Regions from separate parts of the Columba livia genome. Here region 2 is linked to region 1. The links are chromatin contacts, called in public Hi-C maps. All regions are on one chromosome and are shown on one strand. The core of a region is the stretch at or near the end of the contact, and the rest is flanking DNA. Distances in the headings are between cores, read along the strand shown. Region 1 has its middle 12 kb from the start of FAAH2. Region 2 holds the start of TSC22D3 (TSC22 domain family member 3).

Region 1 (5,334 bases), core at 2,569-5,068:
CCTCAAGGTCTTTCTTGGTGTGAGGGGCCCAAAACTAGAACACAAGATTTGGGGTTTGACCTCCCCAGTGCCCAGCACAGGGTCACTGCCCTGGGCCTGCTGGCCATGCTAGTGCTGATACAAGCCAGGATGCTGGTGCCCTTCTTGACCACCTGACCACATGCTGGCTCATGTTCAGCTGCTGTCACCAACACCCGCAGATCCTTTTCTGCCGGGCACTTTCCAGACGCTCTTCCCCAGCCTGCAGCATTCACGGGATTGTTGTGACTCAAGAGCAGGACCTGGCACTTGTTGAACCTCATACAATTGGCCTCAGCCCAACAATCCAGCCGGTCCAGATCCCTCTGTTTGCCCTTCCCATCCTCCAGCAGATCAACACTCCCACCAGACTTGGTGTTGTGAAGGACAGGTGCAACTTTGGAGCAGTGAAATATACTTTCTGGACACGTGGCCACATTTGGGAAAAACAACTAAAAAAGGCCGTTCAGACGCCCTACAAGCAGAAATGTCACCTGGGGCCTCCCTGGCCAGGACGGTGGTGAGGGCAGGAGTTGTGGGGCAGAGGAGAGAGGCAGCTGCTTGCCCTCTCATGGAGCATGCAGCAAAGTTCATGAACTTCATTCAGGCGCTTTGAAAGCGAATGTGTTTGATAGCACTTTTGACACCGAGCTGAGTAAACGCAAAGGGAAGCTGAGTTGTTTTCTCCTCCTCATTGCAGCCTCTCGTGGGGATTGAGTTGCTGGCAGCATTTGCAGAAAGCCTCCTTGCATTTTGGGTGCTCTGCACCCTTGCTGGGAGCTTCCCAGGCACAAAGCCCCATGAAGAGCTACTTGTGCCTGTGGAGCAGGAACCACCATGTCTCCAGAGGGCTTACTAGGGATGAAGCCTCTGGAAAGGTCAGTCTAGACCTGTTTCTTGAGCCTGAGCTCAAACCCCTCCATTGAGCAGCTGCTGGGGCAGACTGGGACTTCCAGTTGCAGTAGTGGAGAGCATGGGCACTTGAAGAAGTATATCAGGCAACAAACTTCCACCTGAAAGTTATAAATCTCTTTGAAAATAGGGTGTGCTTGCCTACACGGATAAATATAGGTAGGTATTTAAAAATAGATGTCCGCTGCCCCATTGAGCAGAGCCAAGTGTCACCCAGGTGGGACGTACAGCTCATCAAACCTGGCACTGGGAGCGCGGTGCTCGTGGTGGGTCAACGCTGTGGTCAGCAGCGTGGCTGTAGCAAGTCACCTGGGGACCCATGTCCCAGCCTGGAGCACCTGCTGCGGTCAGGGTTTGCTGCCTGGTGGCGCAAGGTGCCAGGGTCAGTCCGGCCTTGCTGGAGAAATGCCAGCTCACTTCCCGCTGGGTTTTCTGTGCTGGTTCCCTTCCTCGAGCTGCTCCCTCAAGCATTGGCTGTGGCTTTAGAATTAAGGCAGAGGCAGATGTTTGCTTTGCCATCAGCAGTTTAATTCATGTTCTTTCATGTCATCATCTCTGCCATGCTGGGGGGGATACTGCTAGATCTGGGACTGTGCTTCCCTGCAAACTGGCCAATATTGGTCAATGAAATGCTGGCTCAAGCTCTTCAACCAGATCAGGGGAGCCCAGCTGGGTCTGAAGCGGTTGCATTTCCTGTCTGGTGGGGCCAGCAGGGATGCGGGCCAGGCTGGGTGAGCTCTGCAGTCCAGCTTGTCCCTTTTGTCCTGGCTGATCCAGGAGCCACTGAGGAGGCGTCGGGGTCCCTGTGTGCCAGGAGCTGCAGCTTCCTGGCAGGCAGCGGCAGAGCCATCTCCTCCCTCCCTGTGCTCTGCGATGGTCAGGGAGCGGGGCCGGAGCTCAACACAGAGGTCTGGCTTTAGGTGTTCTTGGTTCTGGACTTGGTTATTGTTTATGGGTTAAGTGGCAGGGGCAGGGTGGCTCCACAGCCATCCACCTCCCACTGCTGAGCCTCCTCCCTGCATGACCAGTTTTGGGGACAGCTGGGGAGCAGGGTAGAGATGCCATGGCCATCACCCTTGTTCCTCCAGCAGCCCACAGGGAGTTGGGGGTGTGTCAAAGCTAAGTCCCAATGTGGCTCTGGGGGCCTGAGCACCCCATTGCTAGAGGGGCAGGAGGGCCCTGAGGGGATCCTCTGCTGCCTGTCTGGGAACATAGTAGTGTCTGCAGGGACCCCATCACTGACATGCTTGTTGGAGGCTGGTTTTGGTGCCCTGTGGTGGGCACAGGGTGCTGCTCTGCAGAGGCAGTTGCTGGAGCATCCTCTCCTCACCTCACACGAAAAGGCCACCCGGATGGACTTCACCTGTTCACATGGACTTGATCTGTGCAGGAGCACACATAAATGAGCTCCAGCATGGGACAGCCCTCAGGGACACCTTGTGGTCCATTTGCTCTCTGTGACCATTTGGGAAGCTGTTCACCTTTGTGAGTGCTGCAGGTGTGAGCAGGTGCCTGTGCTTGCCCTGCAATCCCCACGAGGTGGAGAAGTTTTGCCATCAACACCTTGCGCTTTATGGTGATGCTGGAGTGCTTTGGCCATCCTGGCTGTCACTGAACCGCTGTCAGGTCCCGGTGGGGACAGTGCAGCCCCCTGTTAGTGGTGGCCCTGCCGTCAGTGTGGGGAGGGAAGCCCCAGCCCTGCTGGAGCTGTGGGCACAGGGACACCATTTCTAGTTCCAGTTAGAGATACAAAGAGTGGCTGTTTTTCCCCAGAAAGCCTGTCTGAAGGTTCAGGGGCTGTTTCAGCTTTGTCTCCCTTCAGGGGCTGCTGCAGAAGGGGGGGCCGTGTCTGCTGGCTCGGTTATGGCTCCCAACAGCGCTCGCCGGGAGCTGCGCCCAGGAGCCGAGCAGCAGCCGGGCACGGTGGCACGCACTGCGCTGCTTTCCCTCTCGGAAGTAAAAACTGGAGCGAGCCACCACTGAGACAAGTCAATATTTGATTTATTCACTGCATTGTTTTTTAACTGCTGCTAACAGCTCTCAGAAAGAGGCATTCCCCCTTGGCTTCCCAAGTCCTTGTCTTCTCCTGCGGTGAACTCTTGCTAGCTACCAGGCTGCCGGGCTATCCAGCTTGCTACTCCAGTGTACCGCGACAGGTCCACCAGATGTGTGGACACTGCAGGAAAACCCCGTAACAACCCACCAGGCCAGAGCAGTGGGGTCCCAGCTGCCAGGCACAGCTGGTGCCGCCCTCACAATGCAGCTGAGGCTCGGGATGGTACAGGTCTGCCCAGCTGTGGGGCACGCTGTTGCTATGGGGCAGGGCGGTGGTGACCGTGGTGGGAGTCGTCTTTGTGGGGATGCTCCCCTGGGGCTGAGCTGGTGCGGCAGAGGTCTGGGTAAAACGCTTCTATGGGGCCACAACCACAGACAGACTGGCAGAGCAGCCGTGGGGTTTGCAGACAAAGCTCTCCCAGCCCAATGCCCAGCCCAGCGCGCCCGCACGAGGGCTGGGCCAAACCAAGTCCTGCATGGCGTTACCACCGCCACTGCCCTCCTGATGCAGGCAGAGCCGCCGGCAGCGGGGCGATAGCTTTCCTCTGGAGCACAGCTGTGGGACGGGGCAGGCGGGTGCTTTCGGCTTGCTGCCATCTCAGTGACGGTGCTGAGCACCCCGGAGCCGGGACAGTGCCACAGGAGGTCGCTCTGCCACCTCTATTGAGCGTCGCTGGCCCCTGCCCCGCAGGGCTGCAGCTGTTCCCGCTGCACGGAGCCAGAGTACACTGTGTTCACCCAGAGTCCTTGATCAAACAAAATGTTTATGCATGCCTCTGCTCCGACGAACGTCTTGGCTGGCGTGCGTGAAGGCTGCTCTCTGCCGCGGCTCCAGCTGCGCCGGCTGACAGGAGGTTTGGGGAAGGGTCTGCGTGACGCTAACTTTAGGAGCCTGCCTGTCTTCTCCGGATGGTCCCCTCTCTGTGAACTTCCCCCCTTGGTCCCTGCACCCCCAGCTCCACTACGAAGGAGGCTGTTGGGGAAGGCTGCTGCCCAGCTGCCCAGGGGAGCTGCGGCCCCTTTGAGGGGCTGACACATGCTTTGTTTCTTTCCCCTGGGGGGATTGCCACCCACCCCATGAACCAGCTACCCCTTTCCCACTTGAGCAGGGCTTCAGGGTGCATCTCAAGATTTCAGGAACAGTTAAGAAATTTCCTGGGCCCCAGGGCGTCTCCAGCAGTCAGAACACCATTGCTGACACTGTGCCTTCTCAATACCCTCCTGGTGACAACCCGCTGATCACGACCATGCACAAGACCATGAGGTAGGGTGGGCCACCTCCAGCACCAGCCAGGGCAATGGCAGGGCTAACACTGGTTTCCAGGGCTGGCCTGCTTGTAGCTCCGTGTCCCCTGTCCTGCCCAGCCAGCGTTGTCCGGGATGTGCCCGTTTCCTTCCCTACCCGAGGGGACTGTTTGTGCCAGTTCTGCACGTCTGAAGTTAACTGGGGACAGGCTGGCCCCGCTGGCCTGCGTCAGCTCGTGAGCAGCATGCTGCTGCCCAGGCCATGCCTGCACGCAGCCCTCAGCCAGATGTGCTGTCATCATGTTTATGGTGTTGCACCTGCTGATTCCTCCAAACTGCTCAGAGGGAGTGGGATAACTCCCCCCAAGCCATTTCCCCTATGGAGAAGGGCAGCATGTTTTGAGCAAGGAGGACCAGCATACTGGGTTCATTTACAACCCTGCCAAGCGAAACCAAAGCCAAAGAGATGTTTTTGGAGGTCTATGGGGAGCTCTGGATGCAGATGTGACTCAGGAATGGATACTGGAGCTGGGATCTGCTTTGTGGACCCAAGAGTGGAACAGCGCCTTGGAGACTGGCACTGTCCCATTCTTGTGCCCGTGTGAAGGGTGTGCTGAGTTGCATGAGATGGAGCATCCCAGTGTGCAGAGTTTAACAGCCTGATAACAACGCTAGAAATGGGCAGGCAGGGAGGTTTGAAGAAACTGGTGGGACTGGTGCTAAACTCTTAGTCTTCTGGCTGGTAGTTGTGTGACGGGTACCCAGCAAGAAGGACCAGCCCTGTGTACGAGCCAGCCTGCGAGGAGCGCCGAGAAGGGCTCTGGGCAGCTGAGAGAGGGCCAGCAGCGAAGCTCGGAGCTCGGTACCTTGAGTTCAGGAGGAGAAAATGCTGGATGGCCATCAGGTGCCAATGGCCACCTCAATGACAGCCCCACACCGGACACCCAGCCGTGACTCACTGCCCAGGCCAGGCTGCAGGACTGTTTCCCAAGAGCCGATTGCCCAAGCAGCTTGCATGCCCCTGCCAAACCGTGTGCCATGGCCCTTGCGAAACAGTGTTGATAAACACTCTGGGGCATGCCAGGTCCTGTGAGACAACAGCTG
Region 2 (5,594 bases), core at 954-3,453, 62 kb after region 1:
GTAGCCTCCCGGAGTGAAGGGAAATCTCTCGCTCCCATTTCCCTCCTGGCTGGGTGGGTTCACTGCTCACTGTGCGTCTGGGAGCCCAGGCCGGGTGCTGGGTGCCTTGGCAGGCGTCCCGGCTCCTCCTTTCCCACCTGAGCGGCAGCTCAGCATTATGTAAGCGCAGAAAGAGTGTCTCCGCTGAGGACGGCTCCGAAGGAGCAGCCCGCTTAGTGTGAGACGCTGGCTGGGGCGAGGAGGCATGCACGCATGGTGGCTGGCATGCATGGGGCAGCCACGTGTGAGCCCACCCACATCCCTGCGCTGGGTGCAGGGCACTAAGGGTGTCTTGCACACCCATGCACGGCCCAGGAGCACGCCTACAGGTGCCTGTGCATGCAGAAAGGGGAGGGGGCGGTGAGGTGTCTGCAAAAGTGTGGGTGCTGCCACGCGCCCCACCTGCACGCTACCCCACCCACAGCTGAGGAATGAGCCCCAGAGCTGCTGCCTGCATTGCCAGTCACGCAGATGCCCTCCATATGCACCGATGGGCCACATGTCCCCTCGGCCCTGGGAGGGGGAATGCGTCCCATCTGCTGAAGCCACAGGCAGCACTGGGGGCTACCACCCTGCAGCATCCCCTGGTTCAGTTAAGCTTTGTCAAAGCCAAGCTGGAGAGCCCTGAGCCTGCCAGCTCACAGCACAGGCTGCTCCCTGTTGTCTCCAGCCCTCCAGGGTGCTGTGCACCAGGTCCAGCCTCATCGCAGAGCTGGAGGTGCCAGTGCAGGACCTGAGACAGCTCTGTCCCCTCCCTGCCCCTGGGGTCCCCCTCATCAGGACTGGGGACCCTGGAGGGTGGCAGCCTCACGGACCCCTCGTTCAGCCTCCTCTGCTTGCAATTCCGGAGCAGGGGAGCAGGGCGGCTCCCCACACTCCAGCCCTCCCCAGCCTCGGACGGGTATAGCCCAGCCCTCTGGCAAGTGAATGGGACCAGCTATGAGCACATCCCACTGCTTGGGTGCAGGCAACCCCATCCAGAGCAGCCTGCTCTGAGCCGAGAGGGAGCAGCTGGGCAAGGGCAGAGTCACTTTCCAGGGATGGGAAATACCACCCAGGCCAAATTTGTCTCCACTGAATTTACTCCAGGCAGAGACAGGGAAGCTGCTGAAAGAGCAAGACCCAGCAGCAGGACTCTCAGGCTCCCTACCCAGTTTCTCACTAACTCTGAAGGTGGCTTCTGAGGCAGCACAGCTGCTTCCCAAGTAACAAGCTGCCCCTCTCCATGCAGGACTAACATGATGATGCCTGTTTGACGCTGGACACTGTCCATGCCCCTGCAGGCAGTGTCTGTGTGGGTAAGATGTAGCCAGGGAGATGAACACAGAGTCCAGGGGCCAAGACACACAAGTGGAGGCTGTTGTCACTGCCAGGACAGACACAGGGCACCAACAGAGGGGCACCGCCAGCCACCACAGGTCCGATCCACCTGGACCTGCTCCCACAGACTGGGTTGGCACCACCCATGGCGAGTGGATTCGGGTCCCTGCCACACGCAGCCACTCATGCTCCTCCCCACCTAGAATCCCCCAACACTGCCACCGTACACAGCCTCTGGGTCACACAGGTCCCCCTCCCCCTGCCAGCCTGGGGGGCTGCAGGCCACACATCTCACCCCCCATCCTGCCAGCTCCCGAGCACACAGCCAGCCTGGCTCCACCTCCAGGGGCATCCAGCACACGGGCAGCCCCTTGGCATCCGTTGGTGACACCCACCTGTGGAAGAGCAGGAGGATGGAGAGGAGGGTCTGGTCGATGTTCCTGTTGCAGATGCCCTCGTTGAAGAGGTAGCAGGGGTCCCGCACGACGGGCTCCAGCGAGTCCTGGCGCATGATGGAGCTCAGCTTGTCGGTGTTGAGGTTCTTGCGGACCAGCTGCTCCTGCAGCTGCCGGAAGCTGCTGACGGTGGGGCTGCCCAGGTTGTTGTTCTCTCCCCCGGCCCCCTCCTCCAGCCCGCTCCGGTTGGCCAAGTCCAGGCAGCAGCTGCAGCAGTCCAGCCCCACGGGCGACCGGCACTCCTCCACGGGCGACGAGGACATCCCGGGATCCCCCCCGCGCGCGGCCACGGCGGCGCAACCGGGGCCACTCCCGGGCCGCGGAGGGCGAGCGGCGGCAGGACGCGCCCGGTGCCGAGCGCCGCGCCCGCCCGCCCCCCCGGCTGCGCGCCCGCCCCGCCCGCCCCGGCTCCGCCGCCCGCCCCGGCTCCGCCGCGCTGATTGGTAACGGCGGCTCCGGGCGCACGGGCCGCCCGCCGCCGCACCCCGCCCCGCCGCCGCCGGCCCCCGGCGGGCACCCGCCCCCTCGCCCGTCCTGCCCCCGGCAGCCCGGCACAGCCCACGCGTGGGTCCCCGCGGTGCTTCCTGCCCCCTCCCTGCCCTCGGCAGCCCTGGGCCAGCCACGGGCCCTCTGCGGGGTGCGCGCCCCCCCGACCTGGCGACAAGGGGTGGCCCGGGAGAGGGTGGCAAGGGGGTAGCAAGCGGCCACGGTGCCCCCTCCCCTGACCGGGACCCCCGCTCCACTCTGTGCCTCCTGGGGAGGGAGCAGAGGGGCTCAGGGAGGCTGGAGGGTGGCCGCAGCATCAGCCCCTGAGGCTTCGGCATGGGCACGCAAAAGCCCACGTGGCTCCGGAGCAGAGGCAGAAAAGAGGGAAAAGGGGAAGAAAAGAGCCCAGGATGGCAGAAAATTCCAGAGTGACGCAGCGTCACCGCTGTGACTGGGAGCCGCTTAACTCAGAGATGAAAAAAGGCACAGGTGGAACATGTGCGTAAAAAGCCAGGGTGGCCAAGGATGTGCGGAGAAGTTTTGATTTGCTTGCAGGGTGCTGGGGGCTCTGGAGTATGCAAGGGGAAATGGAAATTTCTGCAGGGGGGAAAAAAGTGACTTTGTCGGCACTCCTGCACCCCCGTGGGAGCATCTCTCCTATCAGTGAGCTGCACTGATCTCTGTGGGCTGGCAAAGAGCAGTTGGGACACACTGTGCTGTCCTGATGGTGCTGGGACACAGGGCAAAACTGTCAGAGATGTGGGGCTGTGACACCGGGGATGAGGAATGGCAGGCCACTGAGGTCCCAGCTTAGGAGGACACACAGGAACAAAATAAGAGAGAGTGGATGATGTGTGTGGTGGAAGTGGGGCTGAGCTGCCATCATTGTCAATCAGTGAATCCTCCAAGCCAGCTGGGAGAACCCTCACCCTTTCAGGGAGGAAAACATCTGGACAAAGCAGCTGGGAGCTGCTGAGAAGGGTTGGCCAAGGATCTGAAGGCAGATGAGCTGCCCGAGGGAAGGAGCGTACAGGCTTTTAAAAGCCCACCATGGGTAGGAGGGGAACTGGAGGCAGCGGGAGGAAGTCTGTATGGAAGAATTGCGAATGGATTGATAAAAGGAGCGGCAGAAAGCAGCAATCGGAGGACAGCAGCGGATCTGAAGTCCACAGAATTGATAAGAGATAAACCAGGTCAAAATCCAGCAGGGCAAAACCACAAAAAGCACCAGGACAGTAGGGATCCTGGCAGCAGAGCAGCGCTCGCATGAAACGTTAATAAGGCAGCTAATACTGCTGAAGAAAAGGCTGAAGTCCCCAATAAACATTTCTGTTCCCTATTTGGCAAGAAAGAGGAAGATGCATTCACATCACATGAGAATGAAGTACTTTCCAGTCCATTAGTAAACCAGGAAGGCACAAGACACTGTCTGCCTCAGATAAACAGCTCTAAAAGTGGCCAAGGAGAACTCTGGGCAGCACTTTTCATTTCATGCCAATCCATCAGTCCCGGAGATGGGTCTGGATTTTGCCCCGCCAGTGAAGGTGGCACTAGCAGGGGGCCCAGGGGTGGGTGGGGGTGACCAGCAGCCCTGCAAATCAAGCGAATTCCTGAAGGACAGATAACCCACAACCTGCCACAGAGTTATTCCCTCTCTCCATGGCACTGGTGGATGCTGAGGACTCCTTTGAGGTGCTTCCTCACTCCTTCCAGTGGTCGCCGAGGGGCTGAGCCCCACGGGAGGGAGGGGGATCCGGGTCTTGCCGATCTGCCCTGCACCGGGTGTGCGCGCAGCACCAGCACAGCCTGACAACCGGGCTGGCGGGGTGTCCCTGGGTGACCCCACTGCTGCCAAGGCCCACGGAAGCAAGAGGGCGCTGAGGTTTCTTCCCTTCCATCCCCCGTAAGCTGGGGACGGGGGTCGGCCCAGTGCCCCCCAGCCGCGGGGCCGCGGCCCGGGCAGAGCTGTGCCCTCCAGCGGGTCTCGGGGCGGGGTGTGGGGTGGGCACCCAGCGGGAGTCACGGGAGGCTGCTGCCATCCCGTGGGCACAGCGGGTAGGACACGCCGCCCTGCCTGGCACCCCCGCCAGCCCCTCCGGCTCTGCCCCTCCGCCGGGACCGAGGCCGTGTGTCCTGCCTGTCCCGGGGGGGCCCTGCCCGGCTCCGCACGGAGCTCCCGGCGCTGGCCCGCGGCCGCGGCTTTTTCCCGTGGCTGCCGCCCAGACAGCGTGTCCTGCAGAGTTTCGGGGCTGCTGCTATTTTCAGCAGGTCACATCACCGTCTTCCTCCTGGCAGGAGGCTGGGGTGCAGGTTGCCGACTCCTGCAGGCTCCTTCTGCCCTTTGGCTGTGGCTGCTGGCCCGTGGCACCTCCAGCAGCCCTGGGAGCCGCCACTCGGGGCAGCCCCAAGGCCAGCACACTTGCCATGCTGCCCCACACCAGCCCTGCTACTTCTCAGCCATCAGCTCCTTGCTCCTCATCCACAGCTGGCAGTGTCATGGGCTGCAACATTCTTGCCTGTGAGCCTTGCAAGCCACGGTGTGCTCCCTAAAGCCCCAGATCCTGGAGCCACGTGCTGGGAGGAGGCGATCAGCCAGAAGCAGGCAGACAGCCCCGCTGTCGGAGGCGACAGCTGAAAAGTAGGTTTCCTATGTTTAGCTCTGGCCTTTTTGGGTCCTGCTGTTCTCAGGACTGGGACAGTGCTGATTGCTGCCTGCGGCTCCACACACCCACTTTTCTCAAGGGCATCCAGCTGCTCCCTGCACCAAGCGAGGCAGCCTGCGCCCCGCACACAGGCAGAGGCACTGCTGGCTCTCGGTCACAGCTGGCACAGGCCAATAAGCTGGGGGATGAGGACTCATTCAGGGCTGGTGCAGACTGGGAGAGCAGGGGATGGTTGAGGCTGGTGCATTGCACACAGAGGCTCCATGTCGGTCTGTTGGCTCTAAGCAGGATTCCCTTCTCCCAGCTGAAACACGGAGTGCTCTGCTCCCAGCTCAGCACAGGGACCCCAGCCCTGCTCCTGCAGCCCCCCCACCTGGAGGGGGTGAGGGCCCGGGAAGGAGAGCAAAGAAGGAAACGTGTGGGGCAGAGGAGGGACCGGGCTCATCAAGCTCGTGCCACCTGTGGGCTGTGTGGCTTTCTCCTCTCTTTGAACGGAGACCCAAGCCACCTGCCATCTCTCCGGGAGCTGTGAGCTGCAGGGTCTGCTCAGGTCCCGCAGCCGCAGCTCATCTCCCCAGTACGCACTTTGGGGCAGCTCTCCCTGGGCGGGTCTGGGAGAGGAGATTGCACC

Evidence for each region. A called contact is a pair of places that touch in the nucleus more often than the background predicts.
Region 2: a contact with region 1 is called in a Hi-C map of crop, with 6 times the contacts expected there. The contact joins the promoter of TSC22D3 here to the enhancer-like site in region 1. A contact is called at or near these places in 2 of 2 Hi-C or Micro-C datasets (crop and liver).

What each region holds. Positions count from the first base shown.
Region 1 is chr12:20,841,218-20,846,551 of bColLiv1.pat.W.v2, forward strand. No RefSeq gene overlaps it. Among named protein-coding and RNA genes, the nearest start is that of FAAH2, 12 kb to the left of the region's middle. Within about 2 kb of position 3,819, at least 1 of the 3 cell types and tissues checked has an H3K27ac peak away from gene starts, as active enhancers do.
Region 2 is chr12:20,904,890-20,910,483 of bColLiv1.pat.W.v2, forward strand. It overlaps TSC22D3 (TSC22 domain family member 3), which reads right to left and starts at 2,204. Exons shown (of 3, transcript XM_013367574.3): 1 at 1,755-2,204. The coding sequence starts at 2,077.